Regions from separate parts of the Mus musculus genome. Here regions 2, 3 and 4 are each linked to region 1. Evidence: chromatin contacts called from public Hi-C and HiChIP or PLAC-seq data. All regions are on one chromosome and are shown on one strand. Each heading gives the region's core, a stretch centred on a gene start, on an enhancer-like site or on the middle of the called end of the contact. The rest is flanking DNA. Distances are from core to core; before and after follow the strand shown. Region 1 overlaps Gm39833 (a long non-coding RNA gene). Region 2 overlaps Gm33436 (a long non-coding RNA gene). Region 3 overlaps Rbms1 (RNA binding motif, single stranded interacting protein 1). Region 4 overlaps Rbms1 (RNA binding motif, single stranded interacting protein 1).

Evidence for each region. A called contact is a pair of places that touch in the nucleus more often than the background predicts. HiChIP or PLAC-seq counts read pairs in DNA pulled down with a chosen protein or histone mark.
Region 2: a FOXA1 HiChIP or PLAC-seq map of pancreatic cancer cells shows a contact between it and region 1. The contact joins two enhancer-like sites. A contact is called at or near these places in 9 of 39 promoter capture datasets (the C10 cell line, embryonic stem cells, hematopoietic stem and progenitor cells and 5 more), 1 of 115 datasets of contacts at active chromatin or transcription factors (pancreatic cancer cells) and 2 of 9 other capture datasets (adipose tissue and embryonic stem cells).
Region 3: a Hi-C map of bone marrow-derived macrophages shows a contact between it and region 1, with 3 times the contacts expected there. The contact joins two enhancer-like sites. A contact is called at or near these places in 9 of 484 Hi-C or Micro-C datasets (bone marrow-derived macrophages, embryonic fibroblasts, muscle stem cells and 3 more), 3 of 115 datasets of contacts at active chromatin or transcription factors (bone marrow-derived macrophages, fibro-adipogenic progenitors and pancreatic cancer cells) and 1 of 9 other capture datasets (embryonic stem cells).
Region 4: a contact with region 1 is called in an H3K4me3 HiChIP or PLAC-seq map of bone marrow-derived macrophages, with 3 times the contacts expected there. The contact joins two enhancer-like sites. A contact is called at or near these places in 1 of 15 datasets of contacts at CTCF or cohesin (the NIH/3T3 cell line), 3 of 484 Hi-C or Micro-C datasets (the C2C12 cell line, bone marrow-derived macrophages and muscle stem cells) and 2 of 115 datasets of contacts at active chromatin or transcription factors (bone marrow-derived macrophages and heart atrium).

What each region holds. Positions count from the first base shown.
Region 1 is chr2:61,137,102-61,140,797 of GRCm38.p6, reverse strand. All of the region lies in intron 2 of Gm39833 (a long non-coding RNA gene), which reads right to left. Among named protein-coding and RNA genes, the nearest start is that of Gm39833, 11 kb to the right of the region's middle. Within about 2 kb of position 1,692, at least 164 of the 459 cell types and tissues checked have an H3K27ac peak or open chromatin away from gene starts, as enhancers often do. A contact at or near this core is called in the C2C12 cell line, the NIH/3T3 cell line, adipose tissue and 6 more, where this site is marked.
Region 2 is chr2:60,698,443-60,702,138 of GRCm38.p6, reverse strand. All of the region lies in intron 2 of Gm33436 (a long non-coding RNA gene), which reads right to left. It also overlaps a transcript of Itgb6 not described here. Among named protein-coding and RNA genes, the nearest start is that of Gm33436, 7.7 kb to the right of the region's middle. Within about 2 kb of position 1,883, at least 71 of the 459 cell types and tissues checked have an H3K27ac peak or open chromatin away from gene starts, as enhancers often do. A contact at or near this core is called in adipose tissue and pancreatic cancer cells, where this site is marked.
Region 3 is chr2:60,809,101-60,812,796 of GRCm38.p6, reverse strand. The region is part of intron 2 of Rbms1 (RNA binding motif, single stranded interacting protein 1); the gene reads left to right. Among named protein-coding and RNA genes, the nearest start is that of Rbms1, 70 kb to the left of the region's middle. Within about 2 kb of position 1,971, at least 192 of the 459 cell types and tissues checked have an H3K27ac peak or open chromatin away from gene starts, as enhancers often do. A contact at or near this core is called in bone marrow-derived macrophages, embryonic fibroblasts, pancreatic cancer cells and 2 more, where this site is marked.
Region 4 is chr2:60,861,940-60,865,635 of GRCm38.p6, reverse strand. All of the region lies in intron 1 of Rbms1 (RNA binding motif, single stranded interacting protein 1), which reads left to right. Among named protein-coding and RNA genes, the nearest start is that of Rbms1, 18 kb to the left of the region's middle. Within about 2 kb of position 1,580, at least 89 of the 459 cell types and tissues checked have an H3K27ac peak or open chromatin away from gene starts, as enhancers often do. A contact at or near this core is called in the C2C12 cell line, the NIH/3T3 cell line, bone marrow-derived macrophages and 1 more, where this site is marked.

The DNA.
Region 1 (3,696 bases), core at 443-2,942:
CATCTGGCGTTGTTTTACAATGTCATGGCTTCATCAGCTCATTGTTAGAGCAGCATCATGGTTTAGATGACATAGTCTCGGCAGACAGGTGTAGTTTTGGAGGTGAAGTCCTTTGCTTCTACTTCTATTCTAACAATGAGGATGTGAGCCTCCAGCTCTCCTTAAAACCTTCTGCATTGCCAGGTCGTGATGGCGTACACCTTTAATCCCTGTACTCTGGAGGCAGAGGCAGGCCAGTCTCTGAGTTTGAGGCCAGCCTCCTCTACAGAGCAGGTTCCAGGTCAGCCAGAGCTACACAGAGAAACCCTGTCTTGAAAAAAACAACCGTCTTCTTTGTCTCCCTACCATCTGTTTCTATTATATATAATAAATATCACTGGAGCTTTCTTCCTAAGTTTCAAAGAAAAGGCAGAACAAAAAACCAAAATAATCAACCTCCTCTATCTCAACTTGAATTCTTTCTCTAATATTTCTTTTGTTTTTCCCTTTGAGCAATAGTTTTTATTTCTTCATCATTACAATTTACATTTCCCTGATTTGACTATAAAGCTCATGCAGAGCATAGCATAGCATATTTTATTTATTTATTTATTTATTTATTTATTTATTTGATATTTTCTTTATATACATTTCAAATGCTATCCCGAAAGTTCCCTATACCCTCACCCACTCACTCCTGCTTCTTGGCCCTGGCATTCCCCTGTACTGAGGCATATAATGTTTGCAAAACCAAGAGGCCTCTCTTCCCAGTGATGGCCAACTAGGCTGTCTTCTGCTACCTATGCAGCTTTCTTCCCCGGCATTTCTTTTCATAAATTGACATCATATAGGAATAAGATATGCAGTATACATTGTCACTAAATCATCCCTCCCCATGCTCTCCCAATGTCCAGTCTAATCCTAGTTTGTTTACTGTGTTCCTTCTCCACAAATCCAGGAGAACTGGGAAGACAGTTTATGGGGAGGGAAACAGAACTGAGAAAAGCTGGACTTCTCCTTTGCAGACAGTTGGTAGCAACTGGGGGGAAACTAAAACTCTTCACATACTCTTAGCTCATCCTAATGGTTACACTTTCCTGACTATCCAGCCAATGCCTAAAGCTGTTCACAAAACTTCTGGAAACTTAAAATCCCAAGCAGCGAGAGCTTGATAAATTGAAGACGCTCTTCACTTCCTCTCAAGAGCCTCGGAGCACCGAAAAACTCGCCGAGGAGAGCTACTGCAGCCGCTTTGCACAGCACATTTTTGCTGTAGAGATTTGGAGTGGTGTAGGTCGAAATTTTGACCCTAAGCACCGGGAAGTTCCCGCCCATGATGTGAATCCCGAGAAACATCTGGAGTCTTGTGCAGTGAATCTCTAAATCTTCATTTCCCCATGTGGTGCGCACACAGGTTGTACGTTATGATTTAATCAGCTGTCTTTAGAACAACAGGCACTTGGAATTCAAACACATTAGAAGGGATGGTGGTGTTTTGAGAGTAACAGCAGGACCACACTTCTGTCCCAGAGCAGCCCTGGCCGAGAGTTCCTAGGATCCTTTTACACTTGTACAAAGTAAACTTTCCTTCCTTTGGTCAAAGGGACAGGGCATGCGCTATCTCAAAGAAAATCCACTGCTCTTGCGCCTCGTGACTCACCCAGAGACTTGGTTCAACATTAGGTCACCGTGGAACACTGACTGTAGCAGAAACACATAAAGTCTCCAAACGGGGGAGAGGAGGACGCTATTCCGGAATCCTGTTGCCAGAGTAACATAAACCCAGTGTGTTTTCACAAGGAAATGAGTCACTTGTTTCTGTTGGCTAAAACTCTGTTTTCTTTAATTTCATATTTTAGCTTGTTTAATATATGCCGAAAGAGCCCAGGGTTTCCAGTTTTCAGACTGGGATAACTTGCTAATTAAAAGCTCAACAGAGGGTTTTGCATGGCAATTAAACCAAAGGGGATAAAAGGAACACTCTGGCAAGCAGAAGCACACAGGGAACCAGAACGGGGAAGCAAGAGCACTCAGGGCACAATCAGCTGTCCAGAGGGAACAGGAGGGGGATGTGCACCAGGAGGCCCCCAGAAGAAAACAACTCCAAAAGTCATCCACTGGAATGATACAGCACCCTCAGACCAAGTTAACATCTCCTTACCCGGATTCACTGGGTACTGGCATGTTTTTCTTTCTTTTAGATGGTCTACATTAGAAGGCATAGGAGTCACAAGGGCCACGAGATGCAGACTGGAATATAGGCAAGGAAAGGGAGAGCAACCATCTATGGGGCATCAGGAAGCAACAAGGACTGCGACATTCAGCAGAAAAGTCCTCAGTGTTTGGTATAGATGGCATGCATCTGGTGGTTGGGTTTATCCTGTGGGGTTCTAGATGAGGCTTTTTTTTTTCCTGAGATGCTAAAATATCATTTCTCAGTTTCCTAGGAAGGCTATCGTGTGTGTGTGTGTGTGTGTAATAAAAAAAGGTCAACCTTCCCTTAGACTTACTGTAAGTATCATACAGTTAGTTATATACAGAGCATCCCAGTAACAAAGAGGAGAGAGGGGGTGGGGGAAGGGGAGGGGAGGGGAGAGGAAAAGAGAGAAGGAGGGGAGGGGAGGGGAGGGGAGGGGAGGGGAGAAGAGAAGAGAAGAGAAGAGAAGAGAAGAGAAGAGAAGAGAAGAGAAGAGAAGAAAGAGAAGAGAAGAGAAGAGAAGAGAAGAGAAGAGAAGAGAAGAGAAGAGAAGAGAAGAGGAATCAGACCTGGATAATTTTTAAATGCCATCAGAGAGACTGGAGGAATAAATAGGGAAATGAAGCTTCAGTGTAAGGAAAGAAAGCTGGCTGATAGCCTTGGTTATAGGCAACAGTAGGGAAGCCAAAGGAAGAGGGGATTGGGGACAATATCTATAGTGATAGGATCCTTAGGAAGTCAAATGTTCCCATAAGGCAATAAGTGGAGGGTTGGTTTCAGGGGCTGCAGAAGAGATTCTTATCTACAAAGTAGGTAGTACTGACCTACTTACTCAAATGTTATGAAAAGCAAGCACTAAAACCCACCCGTAGTTATACAAGCTGACCATGTATTTGAGGAAAGACTAGCAGAAGGGGAAGTGGAAGCTGTATTTAGTATTTGACTTCCTTTCTAACATTTTTACTTGATATTCAATGCTAGGCTCCAACACCAGTATTTAAGATTCATAGAAAAGCTTTCTCCTCTAAACCAGAGAGTCCTCATGGCTTCCTCATTTCTGCCAACGTTGCTATCATTCTGTCTGTCTGTGTGACAATCTGTGTGACAATCTCAGACTCCAGAGCCGCCTCTGAGTCTTCCCTTCCCTTCCCTTCCCCCCTCTACCCTGCATTCCCTCCTTCTTATCTCCTTATCTCCTTCTCTGCTTCCCTTCCTCCCTCTCTCCCTCCCTCTCCCCCCCCCACACCCCCACATCCTATGTGTCTGATCACTCACCACCTCACCACACTTACAGGGTTTTGTGTAGTATTCTATTATTCTATTGTGTAGACATGCCTTCTTGACTTTTTTTTTTTTTTTTTTTTTTTTTTTTTTTTTTTTGTAGCCAAGTCCGTCCTTGTCCAGAACCCTGGCTGTCACTTCACAGCTCATTTATCACAGCCATTTTCTAACTGGTCTCTGCCTGCAGTCACTCACTCCTGCAATCCATCCTAGTGGTTACTGCAGATGGGCTGTTGTGA
Region 2 (3,696 bases), core at 634-3,133, 440 kb after region 1:
TTTAAAATTCGATGCACAGCTGATACTCGTACATCTCCACCTTAGACTCTTCACCTCTCATGGGCCCCATGGTTGGTTACATATGGCAACAGCATACTGAACAGACAGTAGAAGGGCAAGAAATGGTTGATCAACTTAAAAGTTTTGCCTAGAAATCCCCCAACCACTTGGTGGGGTTCAGAAGAGAGCAACCCTTATTGAGTCCCAATTCTGTGCTTTATTAAAATATAATAACTTGTTTTATTGTCACTTAGGCATCCCAGCTAAATGGCAGCTAAAGGGTAAATCTGATGAACTGGGCTCACGATCTTGCCTCAATTCCTTCGACCACTGTTGTTTATGCTCAGGGCATCTCAGTCTGCTTCCTCACCTCTAAAACTCGGAGTAACTGTATCTAGCTTAAGAAGCTATTGTAGGGGCTGGAGAGATGGCTCAGTGGTTAAGAGCACTGACTGCTCTTCCAGAGGACCTCAGTTCAATTCCCAGCAACCACTTGGTAGCTTACAAGCATCTGTAATGGGATCCAATGGCCTCTTCTGGTGTGTCTGAATTGAGAGATCGTGTACTGATATATATTAAATAAATAAATAGAAGAAGGAGGAGAAGATGGAGAGGAGAAGGAGAAGGAGAAGGAGAAGGAGAAGGAGAAGGAGAAGGAGAAGGAGAAGGAGAAGGAGAAGGAGAAGGAGAAGAAAGAAGGTGTGTACCAGCACACAAGGCCTTAGGTTCATTTTAGGGTCTCAGATAAAAAGCTAATCCTTGAGACCGAGTCTTTTCAGTGGAGGTTCAATGCACCAGACTATGGGTAAAAATCCTTAGCTACTGATGATGATACTTCACTTGACATGTGTGTACCTCGATTCCTCTTCGTATTCCCTGGGGACTCTTTAATGAGATCTAGCTCCAGCCTGACTCATGCAGATAATAATAACAATAAAGATTATGATTCCATAACCACACATATACAAAGTATGAGACATTATCGCTTCTACCTCAGCAAGTGACAAAATTAGTCTACAATTTTTCCCGGTCCCTGACAAATCTTCTCACCAAGTAACCTGATAGGCTGCATGAACACTTTAATGGTTACTGGCTCAGTTCTTTGATGCACACTGTTCCTGTTTCCAAAGTGCCTTTTTCTAGAGTGTTCCCCAGTCATATCCTGTGGCCTTTCAGGTCAGGTTGACTATGTCAGGCAGGAACTCTTCTGACCTCCAGCATCTATTACCTCACACACTACCTCATACTGTCATCAAACTACTTCAGAGATCTGTTTTTTTATCTAACTACCCAGAGGATTCTTAAAGACAAGGCCCTTGTGGCTACGTGTTTTTTGTACAATACTGTACTTAAAATATTTTATTGACTAAATACATGGATATATTTCTGTGTCATGAGGCTGGGTTTATAATAGATATTTAAGTCCTGTTTAATTAAATAATTTGGGGGTTTGAAAAACTGCATAGTTCTCTTCGAAGCCACAAAGCTCTGCCATGGTTTGAAGGTCTCCAATTGTCTAATTCTCCTGTCTCGGCCACATCTCTTAGACCTCGAATGTGAGTTACTCAGTCTTCCTGAGTTTCAATTTTTTTCTTTTACATGTCTGCTTAAGAGTACTAACACTGTGTGTTATTAATATCTTCGAGCAAAAGAATGAATTATCCTGCAAAGCATATGATCACAGTGAATCAGAAAGCAATCAAACTATATGGATACCGAAAACTTTGGCCCCAGGTGAAACTGAAAAATGAAATTGAAAACAGTGATGCAGCCGTGTGCACCTCTCCTCACTCAGCAAAGCAGCACAGAATGTACAGGGGCCATGAGGAAACTCTCCATGCCCTCAAAGCGATGAGCCACCATGTGTGAGTAAGGCTGAGGAGAAGGAAAAAAATGCTCCTGTGTCTGGCAGGCCAGAGGAACTCCCAGTTCTGGGAAAGATGATCATGACATAGACTTGAGTCACTTCTCTGCAGTTTGTCAATAAAAGCCCCTAAGGGACAGTGTGGACTTTAGAGATAACGTCATGATGACATTCAGGGATCTGTAAGTTCCTGGGGCTCCCATAAGGTTCTGTTCTCCATCTTCACCCTTTTGGAGGTTTTCATGGAGTTGGGAAATTAGCAAACACAGTGAAATGGTGACTGTTGGCAAAGCAAGGCTCCCTTTGAAAGTCTGAGTTTGAGGCCCTTAGAGACTGGATTGAAGGTTTTCATGAGAGCAGGCCTTCAGGTTTATACTTAATTGTTCTGATATGAGACTGCTATCAGAATACACACACACACACACACACACACACACACACACACACACACACACACACCAGCCAGTTCCGCCCTCAGCTGTCACCCTTGTTGCTACTGATAGTTCATCAGGGGAAAAACAGAACATTTGGCCATGTGAGTGTACTACACTCTCCTCCTTCGGCTGCTTGCAAGAGCCTCCTTTGCTCTTCAAGACTGTAATTTAAAATATTTGAAACCGAAGGATTCATCTGGCAGTGAGGGTGGGGAGGGCATCCTCTCATTTCTGTTGGATGGACCACTGTCTAGGCAGCTTGGTGACCACCTAGTCCAGACTACCTGCACCTGAGCAGGCAGGAGCTTCTGCGGTCCATTCTTGTCATCTAGAGATTCTGGAATCTTCTCTCTCCTCCAGGGCATGTGACCTATCAGTAAGTCCAGGCAGCCCGACCTGTGGAGACCCCAAGGCTGTCTGTGTTCTCCCGGATGGATAGGACCACCCTGTACTAGTTGCTGTCTTTCTTCCATTCAGCTGCAGCTGAGTTCTGCCTTGCCCCTCCCTAGACTCCATCCTCAGGGACTCCTCTGTCATCGCTCTAGCTGCTCCCAGACTGCTTGCTCTCCATGCTCCTTTCTCTGCAATTCTCTTTCCTCTGATCTTTGCCTGGTTGGATCTCCTTCAATCTAATTTTATCACTTACTCAAGGATGTCTTACCTGGCATTCTGCTTGAAGGACTCATCTAGATACCCCTTATTATATCACCCCAAATCAATTGTCTGCAAATATTTTACTATTAATTTTCTTATTGATTAATTTGTTTACCATTTATCTCTTCCTATTTAGATATTGTCTAGGAAAAAAAAACTCCATGGAAATTATATATACCATTGTGGCCTAGGCTGGTCTAGAACTAAATGTAGCTCAGGCTAGCCTGGAACTCACTATGTAACCTAAGCTGGCCTCAAACTCACAGCAATCCCCCATCTCGGTCTCCTGAGTGCTGGAATGATTGGCATAGCTGCCACACTTACCTCACTAAGCATCTTATTGGTCAGTGGGCTATTAGATGGCCAGTAGCCATTCCACAGTATCTGTGGGGCATTAGACAAAGGTCTAACCTCTTATGATCCAGAGTTGGCCACTTGCAGCAGTTATAACTTTCAACTTTTACTTTAACTCATTCAACCCTTGTAGGACCATTCGAAAAGAAGTCGATGGCCTTGCTGCAGAGACGCTGTAAGCTGCATTCTACCTAATGCTAGGAAAATGAGTTCACTTCCTGGAGGGGCAAGGCTTCTCTTCTAGCAGAGAGAGTGCTGGGTGGAAATAAGACCCAGAAGCCTGGGATTCATCCACAGTCTCAGCGCAGCTGCCAGAGAGGTCAAACTTGTCCTTTAGCTAGTCAGGAGGATCTGGCAAGTGGGGGATGGGCCCTAAGGAAGAATGGGGGC
Region 3 (3,696 bases), core at 722-3,221, 330 kb after region 1:
AGTAACACAGTATGTCCTCATTTAAAAAAAAACCAAACTGTTCCTAGAATTGAGTTCTCAAATTGATCATCATGGAATGATGTACAGGCGTGGGCATCTTGGGACACGACACATGGCTCTAGGTTCGTCTTTCAGACAAATCACGCATCTGCTCTCTTTCCTGTTCAGGCAGGAAAGTCCTGTAGCTTCATCTCTCTGAAGCGCTTGCTGGTTTTCGAAAGCCTAGGTTGTCACTTAATACCTTCCGAGTTCCTGTCAAAAGTTGTTTCCGATTCTTCTGTTCTTCAGGGTGTCTTGTGTTTTATGCCCAGCCACTAGGAGGAGAAAGTTTGATATTTCATTGAGTGAACCTGAAAATGCTTATTCTCGTCACCCTGCCCTGCTGCTTCTGTGACGAACCCGGGGTTTGAGGAGGGTTGGGAGTCGGTTCTAGGCATTGAGCTGCGGTTTAAGGCTGTTCTCTGCCTTCTTTCTGAATCCAGGTGTTTTGAGAGGAAGCACACAGGACTTGAAGCGATTAATGAGCCCAGTGTAGACCTGCCTGGGTGTTAAGGGGGGCAATTATCACCTTTTTGGATGTGGTTTGGAGCAGGCACTGACCTGTTGGAAGGTCTCAGGCTGGCCTGGTGGGCCTGGTCAGGTGAAAGAAAGCAGTGTTTTGATAAGCTGAGCTCCCAACCACCAAGTAGTAAGGAAGATACTTGATTTTTGTCTAGGACTGTATTTTGTATTCTACTGCAGTTCTAAGACAAATGCCATATTCCTTATAGGAGAGAGTTGTGGTATCATGATTAGAATGAAGATTATATGTAATTTGTATTATCCAAATGAGCAGAAAGCCAGCCCACCTTGGGGCTGTGGAGATGGCTCAGGGGTGCTAGGGAAATCAAGTGCTTGCCTTGCAAGCTTAAGGACCTGAATTTGGTCCCCAGTACATATGTGAAGATGCAAGGATGTAGCAATGCCCTTGTAATGCCATTGCCTCAGAGACAAGTATAGGAGGAGCCCTGAAGCTCAGTGGTCAGCCAGTCTAGCCTAATTGGTGAGTTCAAGGCCAGTGTGTGACCTTGTCTCTAAGAACATGTTCCTGAAGGTGACACCGAGGTTGTTCTCCAACCTCCACTGCACACTTATCCACACACACGAACATGTATACACAGACATGTATATCTACACAAAAACATGTATACACACAGACACAACTTTCAAAACGAAAGTCTACCTACCATAGTTGACTCTCAATTACACCATTACCCAGCAGTATCTGGGGTTGGGTCTACAAACAGTAGTTTCACCTCCATCTGAATTGTTTCGTAGCCAGTCCCCTCCAGAGAAGGCACACTTGAACTTTAAAGGGCAAGTAGTTTACACTTGAAAATAACTGTTAGTGTGTGTGTGTGTGTGTGTGTGTGTGTGTGTGTATATATATATATATATATATATATATATACGTATATATATATATATATGCGTGCATACAGTGTCTGTATAGCTGTCCTGTGTGACAGTCTTACTGTGTTCATTGATGTCATTCCCCATTCATATGGTGTCATGCTTTCAAATTTCCTTGTAACACTAGTATTTCGGATGTCTTTTGAGTAGTAGTCATTCCAGGTTCTAAGGATCCATGAAATACTTCTCTCACATTTAAGACACATTTTACTTTAATTTAAATTGTCTTTCACTCTAGTTGTGTGTGTGTGTGTGTGTGTGTGTGTGTGTGTGTGTGTGTGTGTGTGTGTGAGTGATTGAGTTGGAATGTGTACACACTTACACCATGACTCATCAGCAGACAACTTCTTGGGATCAATTCTTGCCTGTCACCCTTCTGTGGGTTCCAGGAATCATACTCTTCTTCATCAGGCTGCAGGCAGGGCCAGCCTCCTTCACCTACTGAGCTGTCTTGCTGGGCTCAGTCTTTTAAGCATAAAGTTTAAACAAAGCAGCTAAGGAAGCAGGAAGCCAAGGAGCTGCCTCTCTGCTGCCTCAGCAGGGTGGAGACAGGAAGTGTGTGGAGACACCATTGCTGACCCACCCCAGCCTGGCCTGCAGGGACAGGGAAGTGTCAAGCCTTCCTGGCTGCTGCCTGGATTCTCACATGTGAATTCTTTTGTTTATGGTCTGCTCAGTTCATAGACTATTCTACAGAACTTTACTGAGTTTTTTTGTTTTGTTTTGTTTTAATTTAAAGGTAAGAATTACACAAATCCCATCAAGTGTGCTTTTTTAAAGTTATTTTGAGCTTCCTTTTCCCCTTGGTTATCTATAGAAATAACCCTTGTTGTTACTGACATGAATCCTGTTGATTACTCTTGGTCCACTTGCAAAGCAAGAGTGCCCAGCTCCTGCTCTCCAACACAGAATAGTTTTAGGCTTTTATTTTTTTTTAACTTTTTTTTTATTTAACTATTAGTAAGGTAAACAAAACTAGGGCTTTTTGGATAGTTTTTCAGGTAGAGTTAAAGTTTTTTTGTGATGTTAGAAAAGAATCCGAGGCCGGCCGGTGTGAACGTTCAAGGATGAAAAGCCAGAATCACAGAATAAATTTAGCTCTTGGGAAATTTCTTACACTTACTTTTTTGGTCACCACTGGTGCCCTGCAGTGACCATGTAACCCCTCTTAAGTCAGTTTGTAAAGAACCTTACCCAGGCAGTCTCGTAGCGCATCCTCAGAGCTCTGCCAACACATTCCCCACTGCTTCCCATGGAAAACGGCCTGCCTACAGTCTCCTCTCCCGGGTCAGTACCTGCAAGGCCTTCATCTGTGGCTTCCTCTAGGATAAGGCTCTAGACCATGGTACGCGATGCTTACTCCCTTCAAGTGCTGTGGCTCATGCTATGAGAATGCAAGTCTCATGGAGGAATGGCGTTATGGCAGAACAGCTCTCAGCTCTAGTGGCAGGAGCAGAAGGCTGCTCCCTGACAGCCTAGCAGGCCAGGAAGCAGAGAGTAGATATGAAGTAGGCCAGACTACAGGATGTAAAGGTCACCCTACTGACTCACTTCCTCCAGAGGGCCTTTGCTCCCTGAAGGTTCTTCAACCTCCTGTAAGAGCACCACCAGCTGGGGTCCAAGTCTTTAAACACAGAGCCCAAGGAGGGCATTTCACATTGAAACCACAGCCAGGTTAGTGGCAGTGTTCAGAATAATTCTATTCAGACAGGAAGCACTTCATCAACACAGGCTGTGGGTACTTCTCCACGATTTTCTTCTGACTGTTGAGACTCTCTGTGTGTGCAGACGTAAACAAAGGGTCAAAGGGTGCAAGTCTAGGACAGAGCCGTGCAGGGAGCACAGTGGAGCTGAGAATGCTGCTTTCTGTGCGCACGATGCAGAGGCAGCGCGTAGCTCATCTGCAAAGGTCAGGAGGAGTTTGCCGTGGGGAAGCGCTGGTAAGCGGCAGAGTGATAGGACGGTTACCATGGGAGGTATTGTCTTACAGAGCAGAGAATGAAGATTGAGCAGAACAGGTTCAAAGGCCTATAAAGAAATACACCATGGAGCTAAAGCTTTATTTCTCTGTTTAGCTGCCATAACCAAGCACCACAAAGCTGGGAAGCTTAGAACAAGTGTCCATGAGCCTGCAGTTCTGGAAGACAGAAGGCTAAGTTTGACAGGTCGGGGGCACCATGTCTAGGAGAAGCCTCCCTTGTCACTTCCTAGCTGTGGCTTGTGGAGATTGGTGGCTTCTCTCGG
Region 4 (3,696 bases), core at 331-2,830, 280 kb after region 1:
GGGTGTGTGTCTTCGTACAAGTCAGATTGCTAAATGTATATGCGCCGTGGCGTCTCTCCATGAGCATTGGGTTTGTGTGATTTGTGCATATTTTAAGGGCACAATATTTGCTGATTCTATTCAGTTTCTTTCAAAAAAATTTTTTTTCTTTACTGTATTTAAAACAGGAATTTAGTCAGGCCCAGTTTTCAAAAACCGCACCCAACATGTGAAGTTAGGCATACTTAGTAGTCACTGTCTCAGCAAGCTTCTGTCTGTCCCTGTTTGGCAGCACTAAGTGTCAGGAAATACACCTTAGGTGCTCTGCACTTTCTGCCCAAAATGAGGTCACTGGATTTTTCAAGGGAGCCGGTTTTGTTTGTTTTGACCTAGGGAAGCACGTAGAGTTGTAACCTAGAGAATTGGACATTGAACTCGTGGCATGCCAGTTCGGGGGAAGCTGTGGAAACTCTCAGGTCTGAACGATGTCAGAGCAAGGAAATAGAAAATGCTCAGCTCAGCTTGGCTCAGGATCTGGAGGGTGTGTCCAGGGAGGGTGAAGTTTTAGGACAGGAGAAGCCTTTTCCTGTTGTCTCTCAAGTGTCATCTGAAGAGAGTCAGGAGGCAGAGTCTGTGGGGAATTAGGGACAGTGGTAGCTGCTTTGTAAAGGACATAGACACAGAGCCCAAAGTACCCCAAGTATGCAAATGCATCTTAGGGACCGTGGACAGGACCAGGCATAACACCAGGACCTCTGAATTTCAGGGGCAGTCTGCACTCAGCTCTGCTCTCTCCTCTTTTACTATTTCTTAAGTGTGGCTGGTCATAATCAAAATCTCAAACATGAAAACAATTGTCTCTGTGTTATGTATTCCCAACATGATGGGGACATCCAGGGCTCTGTGGGTGATTTAGAAACTTGTAGAAATCTGAGGAGCTCCTCATAGGGTTTACTGTGTCTTCTCAGTGGTAGAAAAATGCACTGTCACACACTAGTAATCTATAAGCCTAGAGGTAACAGAGACAGGAAACATATATGTGTGGTGGAGAATGACAGGTTCCTGAGCAAGTGAGTCAGAATTGACTCTAAAGAAAAACAGGGACTCTTCACTTAAAGCTGATGTAAGAAAGTTCCTTGGAACCCTCATTAGCCTGAGCCCTGGCAGAGCTAAACTCATCTCCTAGAGACCTGCGAGTGAGTGTCTGCAGGAAAGGGCTTCGGGAGAGTCTGCATTGGTGCTGAGCCGGCAGAAGCTTCAGGGCCACTGTGATTCCAGGACCCAGCTGAAACTCAGAGACCCAGGATGGGGAATGACTTCTGTTTCCTTGTTTTCTTTCTCGACACCTTATTTTGCCCTGTACATTTTTACGTAATTCCCTAGTGTGTGTGTGTGTGTGTGTGTGTGTGTGTTGGGATCCAGGAGTCTTGTGGGAAAGATAGAGCAAGAAGCAGAGATTCCAAAGCATCGCAGAGACCGTGTACAGGGATGGCAATGAATTGGCATTTTCCTCCTCTGCTGCCCTTTCTCCTCATCCTCTCTGCTGTCACCCTAGGCAGGGCTGCTTCTTTGGCAGCAGATCCAGTGCAGCTTCACTCCACTGTCAACAGGCAGGTTGGCAGTCTAGGCAAGAGGCCAGGAGGCCATGGTGTGCAGCTCCTCCCACCATCCCCAGACACTCAGCATCTGTTCACTTAACTTTACAGTAAATGCATTACTGAGTATTTTAGGGGGAAAATTAGTGATTCAAAGCTTTTACTAAACTGTAGAGGCTTACCCAGATCTTACTCACCCCTCTTTTTTTTTTCCTCTCCTTTTTCATTTTAATGGAGTTTTAGGACTGGTCGCGCCATTTTAAGTTCTTACCTTCTTGCCAGCAAAGGTCGATCACACAGTACACTGGGTAGAGGGAAAATATCCTTAGTGGTAGTGGAAGATGTAAATTTCTGGCCTTTTGTACTATTGGCCTTCAAGCTTGAGAAGAGCACAGACAGAGCAACCCTAATGGAGCCCATGCCCGTGTCTAATACCCCTCCACCCATGCTAGTCTCCACTTCAGGTATTAGAAGGTATGTGCTGGAATTCCAGGATTTTAGAGAGGCTCTAGCCAATGCATGTGTACTTAGGACTTACAGGTCATTGGACTAACCAATGAGAAGGTCCAGGCAGTCTAGTGGTTTTGAGGATAGCCTTTCCTAGGGAGCCACGCCCCATCCCACCCCACCCCCACCCGCCTCTCATATTTTGCCACTTGAACTCAGTGTGATTTGTTCCACTCTGTTTTTAATGTGCTTGTGCAAAGGAGCTTGAGAGTAGGAGGTGGGAGACTGGACCAGCACTGTGTATAGGTCACTTTTAATATTAGAACTGGCTGTGGCATATTTAGAGAGAGGCCTGGGAAAGATGGGCTTGGCACAGACTATACTGGCAGAGCACTTCCTACTAGCTTGACATCTTCCTGAGGCTCTGTTGTCTGTACTTACACAATGTCTTGATGGACCTTGAGTTGGAATGGAATCAGTGACCCAGGCTTCATGTTACACACATCAAGACTAAGAGAAAAGTTAGTTTGCCAAGGGCAAACAGAATGTGGTCATGGTGACATCTGAACTCCAGCAGTCTGCTTCCAGAGTCCACTCTTACGCACGTTCGCAACTGGCCAGGAAAGATGCAACAAACCAGAATCTTCTGCGGCAAAGCTTTATTGCTTACTCAGGAGCAAGAGAGGAAGAGTGCGGCAGAGAGAAGCAGAGAGGAAAAGAGAGAGAGACGCAGAGAGAGACGCAGAGAGAGGGGCAGAGAGGGAGAGAGGCAGAGAGCAGAGGAAGAGAGCAGAGGAAAAGACGAAGAGAAAGAGACGAAGAGAGAAGAGACGAAGAGAGGGAGTGCCAGAACCCCGTCCCTTTTAAGGAGAATTATCTTCCGCCTAGGACATGTCATTCCCTGATTGGCTGCAGCCCATCGGCCCAGTTGTCATCACGAGAAAGGCAGAGCACATGGCGGGAAAACTGCCCCTGCACATGTGCAGATTATTTACTACTTAGAACACAGCTGTCAGCGCCATCTTGTAATGGCAAATGTTGAGTGCGGCTCCCCACAGTCCACCCCATGGCAGGATTGTTCTACTTCCTTCAAGGTCATCCTCTAGGTTTTGAGGAGTACTACTGTGGAATGATAGTTCTCATCACAGAATTACATGTGGTTGAAGGCAGAGTCTAGACTTGTTCTATAGCAATACTTCTGAAATAAGTGGAAGCATCTGCTATTTTCTAATGACAGTTTTTCTTTATTTTTCCTGTTGTGTGACAAATTTTCCTAGGTAGACACAACACATACATCTAGCCACCCCACATAGGAACCCACAACAAATCAAAGTCTGAATATGAACAAAGTCCAATTGAGTTTTATTAGGTTTCCTTAAAGGAGTAAGGATGAGGGGTTAGGTTACTCATTGGGGCGCCAACATTACCAAGACCCACCCCACCCCAACCCCCCAGCCCCAGCATGTGAGAGCTTATAAAGCGGGGGAACCTGAAACACATCCCACAGTTTGCAGGCAGCTCCACAAGTTGGTCAAGCTCCTCTCCAAGTGGCTGTGGTCTATACCTTTCCCAGACAGCTCAGCTGATTTCTGCTGCTTCTGGACAGGACAGTTGGCCTGATCTTTGCTGCTTGGTTCAGCTGGAAGTCTTTTTTTGTAGTTTAAGCTCAGCTTTT